Linked DNA regions of Mustela erminea: region 2 is linked to region 1. Evidence: chromatin contacts called from public Hi-C data. All regions are on one chromosome and are shown on one strand. Each heading gives the region's core, a stretch centred on a gene start, on an enhancer-like site or on the middle of the called end of the contact. The rest is flanking DNA. Distances are from core to core; before and after follow the strand shown. Region 1 holds the start of RPL26L1 (60S ribosomal protein L26-like 1). Region 2 holds the start of DUSP1 (dual specificity protein phosphatase 1).

Region 1 (5,775 bases), core at 2,332-4,831:
CATTGCACCTGTCTTCATTTTACTGAGTGTGGGGTGAGGGGTGTAAAGAAACACCTCCCTGTGGGGTGCCTAGGTGGCTCAGGGGGTTAAGTCTCTTCCTTCTGCTGGTGTCATGATCGAGCTCCGCATCGAGCTTTCTGCTCAGCCGGAAGCCTGCTTTCCTCTCTGTCTCTGCCTGTTTCTCTGCCTACTTGTGATCTCTCTCTCTCTCTCTGTCAAATAAATAAAATCTTAAAAAACAAACAAACAAACAAACAACTCCTGCCCTGGGAGATCATAAACATAACTTGATTATCCTGGGTTGTAACGGTCTGTCCTCATGGTGACCTATAATACTGGGAGTTTAATGTGTACAAAGTTGAGCTGATAGACTCAGGTATTCCAAAATGACTACCGTAGTGGCTTAGTTCCATCACCTCCACAATTGCCATTTCTTTTTTTGTGGTGAAGGCATTTAAGATCCTCTTTTCTTAGGCTTCTCGCCTACCCCCCAACCTCCTCACTCTGGGAGCCTGACGGCCTTTCAATTGCTATTGCCTCAATAAGTTTCACACCGCTTACCCTGCTGCCATAGCTTCTCCAAACAGCCGAAGTGTTGGCCATTGTCCCTAAGTCTGAGAGCCAGAAGTTTCCAACACTGCGCGCGTGCGCGAGCGGGGTGGAGGGTTGGGGTGGGGGGCGGTCTGGAATGAGACCTAAAATAGGACCCAGCAGGTTCAGGGACCATGGCAGATGCCCGGGTTCATCATGAGTATGAGTAAATGCTGGTGTTTAACAAGTGTATCACCATATTCCTGAAGACACTAATAAACGGAGAGCAGGGGACCTGCCCGAGTCTGGCAAGACAAGCTCTTCTCTGAATTTCAGGGTGTCCCTCCGTTAACTGAGCACCACAAAACGTTCTGTCTGCTATGTGCCACAAAGTAGGAGCTCGATACATGTGAACTGAATGAATGAATCAATTCTATCGATAAATGAGTCGATCCCACACTGGGAGTCACCCCCACAGCAAGACCTTTCATTTCCAGTAGCCTAATTAGCCTTTTTAGTACGTGGGGCGGGGGCCGCCCCTGGGGGCGGTCTTCCCGTGGGGGAAGGCGGAGTCCGGATACCACTGGGCGGGGCGCGACGGGCAAGCGAAGGGCACCCGCCAGAGAGCGCAGACTCCGGAGGGCAGATTCTGGAGGGGAGGGCAGAGCAGGGCAAGGCAGGGCAGACTCCGGAGGGCAGGGTAGGGCACGGCAGACTCGGGAGGGCAGGGTAGGGCAGGGCAGGGCAGACTCGGGAGGGCAGGGTAGGGCAGGGCAGACTCGGGAGGGTAGGGCAGACTCAGGAGTGCAGGGCAGACTTGGGAGGTCAGGGCAGGGCCGCACTAGCCTGCAGGTGAGATCCTGCTTCAGAGTCTGGGGGGAGGGTTCCCCCCGCAAGGTACGCGGAATGTGTTTACATCAAACAGAAAGCTTACAGTTTGTGTCACTGGGACTTAATAGCCAAGGTCTGAAAGTGAGGACTCATGGATGTGAGGCCCCAATGTAGGGCTGTCCTGGAGCAAGCCCCTCTTCTTTCATTAGGAATAACGGCTTACTGTAAGTGAATTCTAAACACTCCCAATGGACTAACTCATTTAACCCTCATAACAACTGTATGAGTCACCTGCTAAGATCATCCCCATTTTACAGATGAGAAAACTGAGGCTCAGAAACATGGAGGCATCTCCCCAACATCCAGCCACATGAAGAGGCACTTGGGTCCAGGTCTGATTCTACAACCCCTCCCCAGTAATGTGGGAAACAAAGGCAGAAGAAAAATTATTAGATTTCCTTACTACTCACAGCCCACCGGCAAGTCTTTAAACAGGCAGAGTGACATTTCTCTAGGGACTCAATTGCCTCGATGTTAATACTTTGCTGAGGGCAAAAGGCAACCTTAGCCCTACCCCCAGGATCCTGTAAGTCTACTTCAACATATAAAAATTGCTTTGGAAACTTCCTTTATCTCTACCCCTCTCCCCCACAAGACGCGTGTTGGTTATCATTCCCCAAGCATAAGGCCCATTATATACAGCTGAAGGGTCTCATGACTAAGGTTTTATTAGTCAAAAAATGACCTTTCCCCCATAATATCTAGGCCCCTCAAGGTCCTGGTAACCTTGCTTCCAAAAAAAAAATTTTTTAAAGATTTTATTTATTTATTTGACAGACAGAGATCACAAGTAGGCAGAGAAGCCGGCAGAGAGGGAGGAGAAGCAGGATCCCTGCTGAGCAGAGAGCCTGATGCGGTGCTCCATCCCAGGACCCTGGGATAATGACCTGAGCCAAAGGCAGAGGCTTTAACCCACTGAGCCACACAGGTGTCCCGCTTCCAAAATTCTTTAGAGACTTATGCTACCCCTGACCCCCTCCAAGCTTGAAAGTTTATAATCGGCCATTCCTCAGGACTCCAGTGCAGCTCTTTCTGTCCATGGGTTCTGTCCTTGTGCTTTAATAAAATCACCTTTTTGCACTAAAGACATCTCAAGAATTCTTTCTTGGCTTGGAACCCCAACCTTTTCCCTCCATCACCCAGAAGGACTAAAAAACTGGGGGAAAGTTTTGCAAGACCAGGCTGTTGGTTCTCACAATCTCCAAACATTGTTGCACCTCAAAATCTTTGGGTGGGCGGGAGGAGGGGACTGCTTGCTTTAAAACCTGGACCTATCACTGCCTGGTTTCAAAGGACTGTGATGGATCACAAAAATTTGCATTTTGAACAAGCTTCTCTGATTTTGAAGGAGCAAGTCAGCGGACTGCGTTTGGATCATCATGAATGCCCAAAGCATCCAACAACTAACATTTCACAGCTAAATCACCTCAAGGGAGGGTAAGAAGAGGCAAAGAAAGAGTTTGGAATAAGAAAGAGACTCTAGTGAGTCTATTTTTGAGACACTACTAGGTCTCTAATGCAGGCCCTAGAGAAGTATGCCTCTTCTCCCCAGCGGAGCCAACTCTTCGTGGGTCCTAGCGGGACCCCGGAAGCCCCACAGCCCCGAACTGGCCCCCTTGGAATGGGGCGCTGCGATCCCACCCCAAGTCGCAGGGGGCGCCACCCAGTCTCGCTCCGACGGGAAGGGGGCTCCGCTTCCTTTCTTCTCTTGCGCGGCAAGGAAGCCCTCACTTCCGGCCTTGCGCGTTCAGGGCCCGAACCTAACGGGCGCTAAAGGTGAGTAGAGGGTGGTGTTTTGTCCGAGAGAGAAGCTCTCCGCCCTGTGGATCCTTCCCCCACGTTCTGGAAGGATCTCTTTGCGTGACTTCTGACCCGGCATTCTTGTCCTGCTCGAATCTTCCTCCCACAGTCAGCCTCGAGGTCCCAGTGCCGCCCTCTTCCTATGGCCCCTCTGGTCAGGCGGGCACTCCCCAAGCTTGCCTTACTCTGTAACACCCAGACCCTTCGCTTCCCCGATTCTCCTCCTTCAGTCACCTCCACCCGAGGCCACCTCCCGCAGAGTCCCTGTGCAGCGATGGGGAGGAGTGTCTTGGATGGAGAGCAGGCCCTGGTACCCAACTGAGCACCCTCCTCCTCCTTCCCACGCCTCTCTTTGCAGACGGTCAGCATGAAGTTCAACCCCTTGGTTACCTTGGACCGCAGCAAAAACCGCAAACGCCACTTCAATGCGCCCTCGCGTGCGCAGGAAGATCATGTCTTCCCCACTCCAAGGAGCTGAGGCAGAAGTACAACGTTCGCTCCATGCCCATCCGCAAGGACGACGACGTCCAGGTTGGTCTCCCTCAGGCTCTCGTTACCCAGCTGCGTGTCGCTCTGGTGCCGCCTAAGAATGTCATGTGCCCTAGGACGTAGGGAAGTTGTAGACTTTCATGCCCTCAGGACCGTGGCAATTAATGTTACCCGGCAGATGTATCGGACTGGAGATGGAGCCTACAGCCACCAATGTGCCTACCCGGCTTAACGTAGAGCTTTCAGATGCAATCCCTTAATAATAATGACTGGTTTGGTTTTTTTTTTTTTTTTAAGATTTTCTTTATTTATTTGACAGATCACAAGCAGGCAGAGAGAGGAAAGGAAGCAGGCTCCCTGCTGAGCAGAGAGCCCAATCTCGGGGCTTGATCCCAGGACCCTGGGATCATGACCTGAGCCAAAGGCAGAGGCTTTAACCCACTGAGCCACCCAGGTGCCCCCATAATAATGACTGTTTAAGAAAAGTTGTATACTAGTCAAGCAAAACTTTGCTTTTAGATTTAGTCCCCTGGCTGCAAGTTTCCCAGGCATTGCTCAGGGTGGCTCTTGGGAACCAGATTCTCCGGGAGAAAGTGCCATGATAACGAGGAATGTTTCTGTAGTATTGGGTTTAGCAGGGGCTGGGCGTTGGGTGGTACTGGATTTGGCAGAGAGACTAGGGAAGCAGCAAGTCGGAGGCATGAACTTATGAAAGAGAACAATCCTTGTGAGAAAGTGAAGCTGTCTTGTTCTTCCTAGAGCTTCGGATGTGTGGTAAGAAAGAGAGAGCGAGGGATGACTGATTGAGGGGGTAGATTAACTCCTTGAAGTAGTATTGAAGGGACCAGGCACTGTTCTAGACACTAGCAGTAAGCAGGACTGACTAGGCACCTGTCGCATGGAGCTCAACATTTTAGAGCAGGGATTCCCAGCTTCAGCACTGTTGACATCTTGGATAGGATAGTTCTCTGTTGTGGGGAGCTTTCCTGTGCATGGTAGGATGTTTAGCTGCATCCCTGACCTCTCCCCACTAGATGCCGGTAGTACCTCCTCACATTTGTGACAAACAAAAACATTTCCAGGTGTTGCCAAATGTCCCTGGGGACCAAATTCACCCGTCCCTTTCCCCTAATTGAGAACCATTGTTTTAGAGAATGAAATGGGGGTAAGGCTACGGGATTTGGGGTATCTTCCAGGGCACTGGGACGCTTTAAAGCTTCGAGGAACATTTTGAGGAGAAGCTTGAAACCAGGGGATAATTTGGCCTGAGGGAATGACAGGAATAGAGTGGGAAGAATAGTTGAGAGGTATGTTCAACAGTAACTTCTCTTCTGGGTCCTTCCCATCAGACGTGTTCTAGAATGGGGGAATTGCAAATGCCTAGAAGGGCTAGGTAGGCACATTAAAAAAGAGATGTTGGCTGATGGCAAGAAAAGAGCAACTGGAAAGCTCATGCCTCATTTAAAGAAAATTGTCGTGTACCTTCAGCCCACCGCTACCATGGGAAATGCAGGCTCCCTATTGTCAGATTCTTGATTTTGCAAGAAAACTGGAAAGTTTAGATTCTCTTCCAGGCCTCCCATTTCCTTCCAGCTACTACTACAGAGTAGTAGCTGCCCTACTCAAAAGTTTACTCAAAACACTTGCCTACACTTCCTCACCTCCCCATTTATGCCTAGACCCTCTCCAGCCTGATCTGTATCTCACTACCTAATAGAAGGCTGCTTTCGGCTGAGATCACCAGTAACCTATTTGTGACTAAATCCAGTGGACCCGGACGCCTGGGTGGCTCAGTGGGTTGGGGCCTCTGACTTCAGCTCGGGTAGTGGTCCCAGGGTCCTGGGATCAGCCCCACGTCGGGCTCTCTGCTCGGCGGGGAGCCTGCTTCCTCTTCTCTCTGCCTGCTTGTGATCTCTTTCTGTCGGATACATAGATAAAATCTTTAAAAAAAAAAATAAATAAATACAGTGGACACATCTTGGTCTCATGCTTGACTTTTTCAGCAGCATTTGGCATAGGTAGCACTGCCTTCTTGAAATAGTCTGACTTTTTGGTTTCCGTGAC
Region 2 (5,775 bases), core at 2,311-4,810, 160 kb before region 1:
ACTGCCACTTAGCTATGCTGGGTCTCAGCATCTCTGTCTGCAAAAGGGTCCTGCTGAGTTATTTGGGGAGCAGGTAGCACACACTACCTTACACATAGCAGGAACACGTTTATGTCTGGTGTTCTAGCACAGTTCAGGAAAGAGGGTGGATTTTTATATTACCCTGGGTAGAGTATTTTAAAAAGGCAACCCAAGCAAATGGTCATTCCTTTTGGCTCTGGGAACACTTGGGTTCCCTGTGTAACATGGTAGAAATACGGGGACACTTGGATCTGATACTCAAGAGGTCAGCTGTGACACCTGGCTTTCCATGATAGATGACACTTTTCTACCTCCCTTGAACCCAGCCATCACCAGATCCCAAGACACACATCTGTGAGGCTCTTGTCCAGGTTCTGGTTCACTCATGGGAGAGGGATTAGTTGGGACTGCCCAAGAAATAAAACCATTGAGATTTCAATAGAAATGCCATAATTTATTCTGTTGTATAAAAAAAGTCATCCTTATGTAACAAAATGTCTTCTTAAAAGAAGAAATATATTATTTCAGTTCATAAATAATCAAACATACAACTGCTGGCAACTGAAAAAAAAAAAAAAAACCAACACTGGTGCTTTCCATCAGTGCTGAACACAGACCTGCTTAGGGTGTATTTACAGGATATTACAGTACTCAAACACAAAAATTGAGGTATTTGGTTCTTCTAGGAGTAGACACTGACATTTGTGAAGGCAGACCACCTCCACAAAAATAAATAAGGTATATTCTCATAGGTATGTGTCGTCAGGAATGATAATACTGGTAGGTATGTCAAGCATGAAGAGTTCCTACAAAAAAACAGGAGCAAGCAAAAAGAAACCGGCTCATACATGGAGTCCTTTCTCTTCTGCCCCATTTTGTCAGAGGGACTTGATGTACCCACTATATATATTGGTCCCGAACGTGCTGAGTTCAGCAAACATCTTGATGCAACATCATCACTATGACTGCTTAGGAACCCAGTGGAACTCGGGGTGAAATTAAATAAATAAGGACCAGCCCTCACAAGCACCCTCCCCAGAGTTATTGCATTTCTCCTCAAGGAGCCAAGAGTCCCAGTGAGTTGTGGAGGTTACCTCCCGTGGACTTTCAGCAGCTGGGAGAGGTCGTAATGGGGCTCTGAAGGTAGCTCAATGCACTGTTCGTGGAGTGGACGGGGATGGAGACAGGGAAGTTGAAGACAGTGGTGGTGGAGGTGCCGCGGTCCAGCACAGCCATGGCGGGGCTCCCGGCCTCTGCTGAGCAGTGTGGGGCCAGGACCTGGGACTCAAACTGCAGCAGCTGGCCCATGAAGCTGAAGTTGGGGGAAATGATGCTTCTCCTCTGCTTCACAAACTCAAAGGCCTCATCCAGCTTGACTCGGTTAGTCCTCATGAGGTAAGCAAGGCAGATGGTAGCTGACCGGGAAATGCCCGCCTGGCAGTGGACAAACACCCTTCCTCCAGCATTCTTGATGGAGTCTGGAAAACAAAGGGTGGCCAGTTACTCCAGAGCTCGGGGGAACAACCCCAACCCCAGGCAGCGGGTGCCTAAGAAACGGGTGTGTCCTATCCAGAGAATGGCAACATCACCTCATGCCATCAAACAGTGCTCTGCGGAGGCAACGTGGGCATTGTGCAGAGAACAGCAAGGGATTTAAACCAAGACCAGGCATCTCCACGAAGCCGACTGATCTTGGATAAGTTAAGTCAATTCAACTTTCTGAGCCTCCGTTTGCTAATTTGTTGAATAGGACATCAAATCCCTATTTTGCAGGGATGTTGCCCACACCAGACTGACAGTTAATGTATGGAGAAAGGCTCAGGCGAATGTCATTCAATTCCTTGCCATAGAGTTGGGCATGGTGACTAAAATGGGGGGAGCAAGGCAGAAGTCCCAAGCATCTGTCTGTCCATTTACCTATGAAGTCAATAGCCTCGTTGAACCAGGAGCTGATGTCCGCCTTGTGGTTGTCTTCCACAGGGATGCTCTTGTACTGGTAGTGACCCTCAAAATGGTTGGGACAATTGGCTGAGACATTGATCAAGGCAGTGATGCCCAAGGCATCCAGCATGTCTTTTCGGGAAGCATGATAGGCACTGCCCAGGTACAGAAAGGGCAGGATCTCCACTGGGCCACCCTGAAATCCAGAAATATCCAACACTTGTCAAGCTTTGCTCAAAGTTAATGCTGGCGCCCACACCCACAAAAACTCCCTGCTAGAAAAGTCAGTTGTAGATAACGGGTATGTTTAGCACTATTGTTAGAGTATAAATAAATAGGGGACTAAACCCATTTGCCTCAATTTCATTTCTGTAGTGTCAGCAATTAGCCTCCCCTCCATCAGACCCCTTAACTGTGGGATAAATTAGTAGCCCTGTGTGCCCCTCCTTAAAAACTTAAAGGTTACTTTGGATATTCTCACTAGTACTGCTCTTCCAGGCCTTTGCCCCCACCCTCAGCACAGGCCCCCTACTAACCTGATCATAGAGCGGGGTGCTGCAAGAACTGCACCCTGATTCAGCGCTGTCAGGGACGCTGGTACTCAGGGGAAGGCTGAGCCCCATGGGGGTCGACTGTTTGCTGCACAGCTCCGGGTAGGAGGCTGAAAAAGCTTCATATCCTCCTGGGAAGACAAAGAGACATACTTGTTTCCATTAGTATCGTCGGGGACAGGGCACCTTCATCTAACCAACCCCGCGCCAACCAGGGCTGAAGTTTACCCCGGAGAGGCCCAGGCAAAGTCTTTTGTTCTTAAAGCCAAACAAAGCCAAAGACAAGTCCCCGGAATAGGGCTCGGGCGCCCACGCGCTCCAGGTGGGGTAGCCCGAAGGGGCCGAGGGCCAGGGGTCCCGCGGCAAGGCGGCGTGGCTGGGGTGGGGGCGTGCGGCGCCAGAACTTCCCCGAGGGCGTACCTTTGAGGAAGAAGACTTGTGTGGCGCGCGCCTCTCGGCAGAGCGCGCCGGCGGCCAAGGCCAAGGTGCCGTCTCTCTTGGCGCCGTCCAGGGCGGCGCTGCGCTCGTCCAGCAGCACCACGGCGTGGTAGGCGCCCGCCAGGAGGCGGCCCCGCAATTCGGCGTTGGGCACGATGTGCTCCAGACCCATGGCGCCCTTGGCCCGGCGCCGCACGATGGTGCTGAAGCGCACGTTGACCGACCCGGCGATGTGGCCGGCGTTGAAAGCGAAGAAGGAGCGGCAGTCCAGCAGCAGGCACTGCGCGGCGCGCTCCCGAAGCAGCGTCCGCAGGCCTCCGGCGTCCAGGGAGCCCACTTCCATGACCATGGCCGGCCCTAGCGCCCCCAGCGTGCCTGTTCGCGGTGCTCTTTTGTCCTCGGAAGCCAAGGGTAGGGCAGCGGCTTTGGAGGAAAAGCCCGACCCTAGTTCTCCCTGCGCCGAACCCCAAACTACGCTTAGACTGAGTGCGGGAGGCGTCGCGCGGGGCTCTCGGCCGCCTAGGCTTCTTTGCTGCTCCCCCGACTGCCCCTCCAGCCCCAGCCACAACTATCACAGCCCGGCGTCCTTCACAGCGAGCTCGGCTCGCGAGGAACCGGTTTATATGCCGCCTCTCGGCGGGGCGGGGAGGGGCGGGGAGAAGCGGGCGCGCCGGGGGAGGGGAGTTGTTTGTTTGAATGGTGATCACGTGACCGTATGGTGACGTCACCCGCCCTGCCCGGCTTGGCGCCGGCGGAGCCAGAGGGGAAGACGTCATCGGCCTCGGAGCGGGATCCGCTGGCTGCTTGCTGGCTCGGGCCCCAGTCCGGCAGTCCGGCCTGCGCCTGGCGCGTCCCCGGGGATCCGGCCTGCGCGGCTCTTCGGACCCGGGGGGAGGAGAGGTGGCGGGCGCGCTGCCAGCCAAACGCTGACCTCTGGAATCCGAGCGGCTGGGAGAGCGGGCCGCCGGCCAGTGGCCTCTCCGCTCCTCCCCCTCCCCAGTGCCCCTCCCCGCGCCCCTCTGCTGCCGCGGCCGGCGGCAAGGGGCTTCCTGCGCCTTTGCATACAAGTGTGTCCGTTTCGCTCATTTCCTCGTCACCAGTACGCGCGGAAAACTCGGGTTCCCCCAGGAGAAGCGATTTACTCGCCCAGTATCACAATGCTGGGAGTGGGGGACAAAGAGGAATCTGAAATGGGGGTTGGAGGAAAATGTAATGTTTGTCCATGAATATGTTCTTACTAAGGACAACCGGGGTGAGTCGGGTGAAGTTTAGGGGATTGTTTTCCCATTTCCCAGCCTTGTCCTCCTGTCACTTAAGAAAATAATATGTTTAAACAAGTAAAATGCCTTCCAATCGAAGCCCCACTCTGGGGAGTTATTTCTAATCACGTCGTTCCTAGAGGGCTTTGAGCCAAGAAAGGTGGGTAAGGGGGCTGAAATGGCAAGTATGGGGTCATAAGGTGCCCTGGTGGATTGCGGAGTTCTGCATTTGGGGAGGTGATCCCCCCCCCCCCCGCCGCCGCCCCCAGCGTGGCTCGACACTGCCCTCCAGGGGTCACCGGACACGTTTCTGGCCACGTTCTCGCTTGAGACCGCTCTCTCTGTATGTACTCTGGGCGCCCACTATGCCCTAAACTCGGGGTTTCGATCCCCACGCCGACTCTCACCGTCTATGTGGGCTAAATTCGAAATCCAGTACTACGGCGCTTCAGGAGTTGAGGACGAACGTTTGGGCAGAGCCCACGCGGCCACCCGAGCGGAGTGACGGCCCCCTGGGCAGGGAGGGCGGCGCCGAGGTGCTAGGTACACAAACATAAACATTGCGCCACCTGGCCAGGGTGCAGAGTCAGGAACATTCTGCGGTTTCTTCCCCTCTCCCGCTGAGGCGGGGGATGGGATGGGGATTTCAAGGACCCTGTGTCGTTGATCTGTGGACTGTATCACTGGGACAACTTCTGCATTTGCCTTGTTTAGCTTCTGTGTTCACACATGCTCAAACTTTCTGCCTACGTTCTAGAAAATTTCCGGGTTGAGTGCGTTTACTTAAAGGACATTTTCAACCTTTAGATGAACATTGAGGACAGCAAAAGAGGTCCTCAGATAATGGCAACCCCTATATCTTTTCAAAAAGAGAAAACATTTCTTTGTTTATACTACTTATTGAGCTGAGGAACTCAACATATTTTTTGCATTGAATCATAAAATGTTACAGCTGCTGACTTTTCACAGCATACCAGCTTTATCTGCCCCTTTTTTTTTCAACCAAGAGCTTTCATTATATCTTCTCCCACCCACATTAAAAAAAAAAAGAAAGAAAACCCTTTTTATACAGCCATTATAGTGGTGGTAGCACAGTCTGGCCTCAGAGTCGGGTATCTGCTGAGCTCTGTGGGTTTTTCCTCTTTATCCTTTTCTGGAAAGAGCATAGTTTGACCCCCCCATGCTGTTATTTTATTTCTGGGTAATCCTAGGCTCGTCTCTTTCCCTACCGAGCCTCTAAGCCCACAACTGTAGAATGGGTTTACAACTGCCTACTCCGTGGATGGTTTGAGGCCCAAGTGAGAGATGGTAAGGGTAAGGAACCCAGGCCTTATCCTACCCCTTCCCATTATGACTCACTAAATCTCCTGTTTCCCCCTTCCCAGCAAGCTGTTCTTCTAGCATCATGCTACTGTTTGGCATCAGAACCTGGGGAGAAGTTCCCCACAGAACACTGGTATGTGTGGTTGGGTCAGAGGCCCAGTTCAGGAAAAGGTCCCTCCTTGAGACCAGCCAACACCATGGCTCTGGTGAGGGGTGGGGGGTCGGCAGTGGTAATGGTATGG

Evidence for each region. Hi-C and Micro-C count contacts between places; a contact is called where the count stands out from the background.
Region 2: a contact with region 1 is called in a Hi-C map of skeletal muscle, with 7 times the contacts expected there. The contact joins the promoter of DUSP1 here to the promoter of RPL26L1 in region 1. A contact is called at or near these places in 2 of 3 Hi-C or Micro-C datasets (skeletal muscle and spleen).

What each region holds. Positions count from the first base shown.
Region 1 is chr3:102,700,375-102,706,149 of mMusErm1.Pri, reverse strand. It overlaps RPL26L1 (60S ribosomal protein L26-like 1), which reads left to right and starts at 3,581. Exons shown (of 6, transcript XM_032334902.1): 1 at 3,581-3,657; 2 at 3,659-3,685; 3 at 3,687-3,753. The coding sequence starts at 3,590.
Region 2 is chr3:102,863,671-102,869,445 of mMusErm1.Pri, reverse strand. It overlaps DUSP1 (dual specificity protein phosphatase 1), which reads right to left and starts at 3,560. Exons shown (of 4, transcript XM_032336998.1): 1 at 2,934-3,560; 2 at 2,499-2,644; 3 at 1,939-2,158; 4 at 455-1,499. The coding sequence starts at 3,300. The coding sequence ends at 1,129.